2 separate regions of the Arabidopsis thaliana genome follow, and region 1 is linked to region 2. Evidence: chromatin contacts called from public capture Hi-C data. All regions are on one chromosome and are shown on one strand. The core of a region is the stretch at or near the end of the contact, and the rest is flanking DNA. Distances in the headings are between cores, read along the strand shown.

Region 1 (3,161 bases), core at 343-2,842, 730 kb after region 2:
ATATATATTTAGAATTGTGAATTATTTGAAAATGAGTTTTGTGATAATATACTAACAAAATTAATTTATTATAAGTTTTAGAAAAATACAAAATAAAATAAATAGATAAATATACTCAAATCTCAGTAAATAAAAAATATATTTAATCCATATAAAGATCTGATTAGGTGTTTTGGATCAATGAACTATCACTGTGATGCAATTGATGCAAAAAAATAATGAAAACTGGATCTCTAAAAAGTGAAAATAGAAAGATGATTATTAATTAATCAAAATATTTTTGAGTTAAATTACTTATTGATAGAGAAATTGTTTTTCATTTGTCATGGAGAAAACGAAAAGAAAAAAAAAAGAAAAACAGATTTTATTTTATTATTTGTTTTATAGCCCAAAAAGTCTCACATTGTGACTTTAAAAAACTGAACCTGAATTGAATAAAATAAAGCAGTTAATTTATTTTCCATCATCCGGGAGTGTGAGAGAGTTCTCTCTCTTATCTCTCTAATATCTTTTAGAGAGAGAGCCACATCCAAGTTTCTTTTGATGTTCCACAAAATCCATTAACGTCGTCCAGTTTCTTAACGCTGGCTTTGAGTCTGACATCCACCGGCTTCTCATGCAGTAGTTGGTCAGCTTCTTTCACGGCATCATCTGGCTTTGTTAGCAGAGATGTCCGATCCGCCGTCCGTCAATGCTTTTCACAGCGTTTGTCAGCTTGCTTCTGGCATCCGTCGGCTTCTTAAGCGACGGTTGGCTGGCTTTGGGGTTTTGTTTTTATTTTCGTTTTCTCTCGATTCATTTTGCTTTAGTTTGTTTGGATTTAGTTTGCGTTTTAATCCTTTGATTTGACTGCATAATTCTCTGATCCTTCTTTGTTTAAAGAGCTTAATTCGATTTTCAAGCTAATTTTCTCAATTTTAAAAATCGGATTTGAAGTTGCGGATTGGAGTTGTCGTTGGATTGATTTTAACGTAATTGAGGCTAATTTCTTCTTACCAAAGCATGTGAATCGTTTTATCTTTCCTGTTTTTTAGGTTTAATAATGGAAGCCTTGTCAGCTTATCTTTTAAGTCGATGATCCCGGAATTCATGAACTGCGTTTATCCATGGAAGATTTCAATTTTGCAGATCTAACGGCGAAGTTTGTTTGGGATTCTCTGAATTTGGTGGTGATGTTCATCGGATATTGTTGAGCCTTGATGTATTGATGCTCGTTACGACTTTTTCCGGTGACTAAGAATTCCTTTCGGTTGCAAACTATGTCGGCTGACCGACGATGACCTAAAACTCCGACGTCTCACGTGTTATCATCATTGTCTCCTTTCGTGACACGTGTATCTGTGCTGGACATGATCGACTCTTCCTTCAACCAGTGGTTTCATGAATTGTTGGGCTTATGTTTGTAATGGGCTTCTTTTTGCCGTCTCTGATACCGGGTTTGAATAACCGGTTTGAGCGTTTGTCTCTTTGTACTTGAAGTATTGTAAGATGTTATGCTTTTAATAAAAAAAACTTTTATGTGAAAAAAAAAAAAGAATAAAATAAACCAGTTACCTCAGATTCCTTGGATACTTCAAAAATGTCGGTTTGCCTATGAATCATAGACTTTAAAAGCTTTTAAATTAAATAAAGTCCTTAAAGTGGGATTAGTAAATTTTTGGCTTTTAATTTTTGTTCCAATCAACCCCTAAGACACTCAAGAAAAGAAGAAGAAGCATAAAAAGAGGCCTAAATGCCCAGAGAATTAAACAAATGGGCCTTAATATATAAACAAACATCAATCTCTCGCCGTCAAAGGTTACATCTATCGCCGTCAAAGGTTCCATCTATCGCCGCCGCTGAGACCGCCACTTTAGGCCGTCTCGTCCGCAATCTCCGTAACCAACACCACCCGCATCGCCTGGTAAGCTCGATTTTTTAATCATTTCGATCTCATATGATGTCGATCTGTTCAATCTTGCGAATTCGATCTTTATTTTGTTCTGAGATTTAGGGTTTCACGAATTTGTGTTCTAGGTTTTCTGGCTTAATCATTTTTATTGTTAACTGTTCTGATTGGTTCTTATGCTTTTGGTTACACAAAGATCTCGACTTTTTGTTGACTCTGTATGCAAATTTGTCAAAAGTCAAAACGTTGTTACAGAAACTCTCTTTCGTGCTTGTGTTTATGTATGAACAATAGCTTCGCTATTGGGTTTGTTGATTTCACCACACTTGATTAAATATGTATATTCTATTGAAAATGTGGTCAATCTTGGCAATAAAAATTGAATTGTTGGTTTAGAATGTGGTCGTCACTCGTGAGTATAGATTGGATTAGTGGATCGAATTATTAAGTCAGTGGATTGAATTGTGGTATTATTAAATTGCTAGATTTTGGAGTTGGTTTCATTATTAAACCAAAGTCTAATGAATGTAAAGTTGAATTTATGGAAAAGTATTGGTTATTTCCGGTTAAGAATGGATTACTTGAATTATAAGTTACTTCATGACCTGCCTTGCTATTAAAGTAAAAACTGGTTGTTACACGAACACAGTAGAACAATGTATTAAAAACAGCCCTTCCCTCTCTCTGTCTCTATATATCTGTCTATATCATAGTTTTATGAATTGATTTTTGTGGGGGATGATTTTGCAGCGAATTGATCGGTGAGGTGGAAGATGGAGTTTTGTCCCACATGTGGGAATCTGTTGCGCTACGAGGGAGGTGGGAGTTCGAGATTCTTCTGTTCCACATGTCCATACGTTGCCAATATCGAAAGACGGGTTGAGATAAAGAAGAAGCAACTTCTGGTTAAGAAATCTATAGAACCTGTTGTTACTAAAGATGATATACCCACAGCTGCTGAAACAGAAGGTATTTTCAGTCTCTGGTCTTCTCTTATTCTAAATTTAGAACTGTGATTAGTTAGTTAGTCCATGCTCTGTTGATTGGTCGACTAAATTCGTAAATACTTTAAAGTTGATTGGTGGAAATCAGTTACATAATTACTCATGTTATGGAAAGGGCAAAAACAATAATGCTAAAGTGGTATTACATCATTCATGGTATGCAAGTGCAAAAACACTTGGGGAAAGAGTAGAGTAGACTTTTTGTTCAATGACTTTCTCATGTTGGGATTGTTTTGTTTTAACAGCTCCATGTCCAAGGTGTGGCCACG
Region 2 (3,169 bases), core at 649-3,148:
CGTATCCCTAGTGACATTGCTTTTATACTTATAACATTGACCTTATCTTTTCATCATGAGTCATGAGTATGTCATGAATGTATAGGACATGACTCAAGATGGTATTAGTTTACTCATTAATGGACATGTAAACAATACTAGCTACCAAAACAAAAAAAACTTTATACTCCTTATACATGTATTTTGCAACACAATCACCATTATGGCCCTTCCGTTAGCATAATTTTCTTGGTCGAAACATAATCCGATTATTTTTCCTTACAATAAAAGTGATCAAACACGTTTATGATGATGAACATTAAGGAGAGGGAGCCACCATGGGCATGAAAGCACTAGAAGAGGAAGAAGATATGTGAGAATATCTACAAGAGAAAAAACTATGGAACCACATGTGAGGACAGTAGTACTTCTTAGGTTTTACAAAGAACTCCGCACATTCTTGCATCGATCTTTGTCCTGGGAAGAAAGGAATGCAATTGTTACCAACGTCAAGAACACCTTTTTCAAGTAAACCCCTACACCAAGGCCCTACGTGCGTGAAATAGTTATCCGACAACGACAAGTTGACAAGATTGTCCCGGAGCAGCATGCATACTGCCTCCGGGACGGCACCAAACAATAGATTCCCAGCAAAGTTGAGCTGCTCTACTTTCTCTAAACACATTAGGGAAAGCGGCAAAGGACCCGTGAGCTTGTTTCCACCGATATCGATCACTGATGCTCCGGTGAGGAACCCGATCTCGTGAGGGATACAACCCGTAAAATCGTTATTGAGGAAGAGTACTTCGGTTAAAGTTGACATTGATCTTAAGATGCTTCTTGGGAGAGGACCGTTGAACTTGTTGTTTGCTAAAGTCAAGAAGAGAATGTGTGTTGTACCATCACCAGGTATCTCCGGGAGGCTCGCAGTGAAGCCGTTGTCATTGATGAAGAGAACTTCGAGGTTCTGACCGAGGATTTGTGGTGGGATTGAACCAGAGAAAGAGTTGAACCGGATGTCAATAAACGTCAAACCGGACATTCCAACAACAGCTGTCGGAAACTGACCGGTGAATCTATTGTTGCTGATGTCGAGTTCATAGAGATACCGGAGGTTGACTATCTTGGAAGGCACCGTACCTCCAAAATTGTTTGAGTTAACATGAAACAGAGCTAGGTCAGCGAATTGATCGATAAATCCTTCGATGGATGGAGCAGAGAGCTGAAAGCCATTGAAATCGATGGAAGCAACAGTAACTGCGGTTTTGTTGTGAGGAGGATTGTCACAGTGGAAGCCTCTATAACTGCAGATGTCTGAACCAATCCATGTCTTGGTCACGTTATAAGGGTCGAGAGTGATGAGTGACTTGAATCTCTGGATCACTGGGTACACCACTGCAAGTCTTTGGTCTAAGAAAGAGAGTATCTCTCGCCTCGCGCCGGTGAGGCCATCGTTGGTCAATTGTTGAGTTCCTCTATCTGGTAAGGCGATGGTTCCAACAAGGAAAAGAGCCAAAAGCAAATGATTCATCATCTTTGCCACTGAACAAAGCTTTGTCGGCGATACAAGAGAAGTGGTAGTTTTAGTGTTTAGTGCCTTACTATTCTTTTGTTTTGTTTTTCTCTCTTTTTAGGTGGGTAGGTTTCTTGAGAGTATCATATCACTAGCCACTAGGTTTATGAAATTCAAAACGTTATAAAAATTGAGAAATCATTGGGAAGTAAAATACAAAATGATAACTCCCACTTTATATCAAAACCTGCCCAAGATTTTACATGTCACTTTCTCAAAACAAAGTATCAAACACATCTAATTTTTATAACATCAACGAATAAATATTATGCAACGGAATTTTGACATATCCCTTATAGTGTACTTAATTGATAATCATCTAGTTATGTTCATATTATGAATAAAACCTATTACAATTTTTTCATTTACTCTCCATCTTAAGTTTCATTCTGTTTTGCTTTTATAATTTTAAATTAACTTTAATATTTCACTTCTTAAAAAAGAATCATAATATGTTAAAATATATATATATATATATATATATATATATATATATATATATGAATAAGAATAGCATATTTAAAAAATATATATATAGTCTTTAAATTTTTTGCCAATTATTTTTTCTATTTGATCTTTTTTAAGGTTAATCATTTTCTTTCACATAAACAAGTGATAAACACTAGAGATCAAACTGTATTATGTATTTTAAAATTCATTTGTTTTATATATCGTACTATGATCTTTTGGTTCAAACAGAAATTTTGGGTTTGCAAATTGCGATGATCTATGTAACCTTGGGGTGGGCGTACAGTTTTTCGGTTTGATTTCGGTTCTTTTTTTTTTTACGATTTTACAGTTTTACCAAAACTATAACAATGTAAAAACCGTATGTAATTCGGTTTGGTTACGATTTGGTTTTTACGGTTTTACGGTTTCATAAATATTGAAACCATATGTAAACAATGTGTATCTTCGTTCGGTTTGGTTCCAGTTTAGGCCCGCTTTTCTTTTGATAATTTCATATTTTTACCAAGGATAAATAAATTTGATGATGCATAAATAAAAATAAACTTAAAATAAAAATACTATATCAACCAATAAGTAAAATGTAATGGATTTTTTTCTTATATAATTATTTGTTATTTTCTAAAATTACTAAAAGGACAATAATACTAAGCCTGGTGAAATTAATTTTAATAAACAAAAAAGCAAAAAAAAACATTCGGTTTTACGTTTTTTTAACCAAACCAAACCTAAATCGAAATCTTAATAAAATTATAAATGGATTTTTATATAAAACTATAACCAAACCAAACTATTTATTTCGTTTCTATATGGTTCGGTTTTCGGTTTTTGGCTTTTTTCCCACCTGATCGAACCGACAAGAAGTTAATTGTTGGGAGATTAAACTTTGCCAAGAAAGGAATTTTAAGTGCCTCGGAGAGCATCTAAATTAACTTTGCCAACAAACATTTTTCTTTTAATAATTAAACAAGCTAAGCCCAGAATAGGCCTAAAGGCTAAAGGGATTGAACCTTTTTGAATCGTTTATTTCACAAAAGTTTTCGATAAACGGATCACATAATTAAATTTACATCACATGCCCGTTTAGGCCACCAGCTATGGGCCCATGCAAATCCAATTTGGTATCTCATGGATAAAACCCCAATCAAT

Evidence for each region. Capture Hi-C pulls out chosen DNA fragments and counts their contacts.
Region 1: a capture Hi-C map of seedling shows a contact between it and region 2, with 5 times the contacts expected there. A contact is called at or near these places in 2 of 3 other capture datasets (root and seedling).

Annotation. Positions count from the first base shown.
Region 1 is chr4:4,796,249-4,799,409 of TAIR10.1, forward strand. AT4G07950 (DNA-directed RNA polymerase, subunit M, archaeal) reads left to right here and starts at 1,593. Exons shown (of 3, transcript NM_116865.3): 1 at 1,593-1,903; 2 at 2,639-2,857; 3 at 3,138-3,161. The coding sequence starts at 2,662. It overlaps AT4G05275 (a long non-coding RNA gene), which reads right to left and starts at 756. Exons shown (of 1, transcript NR_141857.1): 1 at 516-756.
Region 2 is chr4:4,070,572-4,073,740 of TAIR10.1, forward strand. AT4G06744 (Leucine-rich repeat (LRR) family protein) reads right to left here and starts at 1,899. Exons shown (of 1, transcript NM_179008.2): 1 at 1-1,899. The coding sequence starts at 1,513. The coding sequence ends at 299. RAP2.9 reads right to left here. Exons shown (of 1, transcript NM_179009.2): 1 at 3,146-3,169.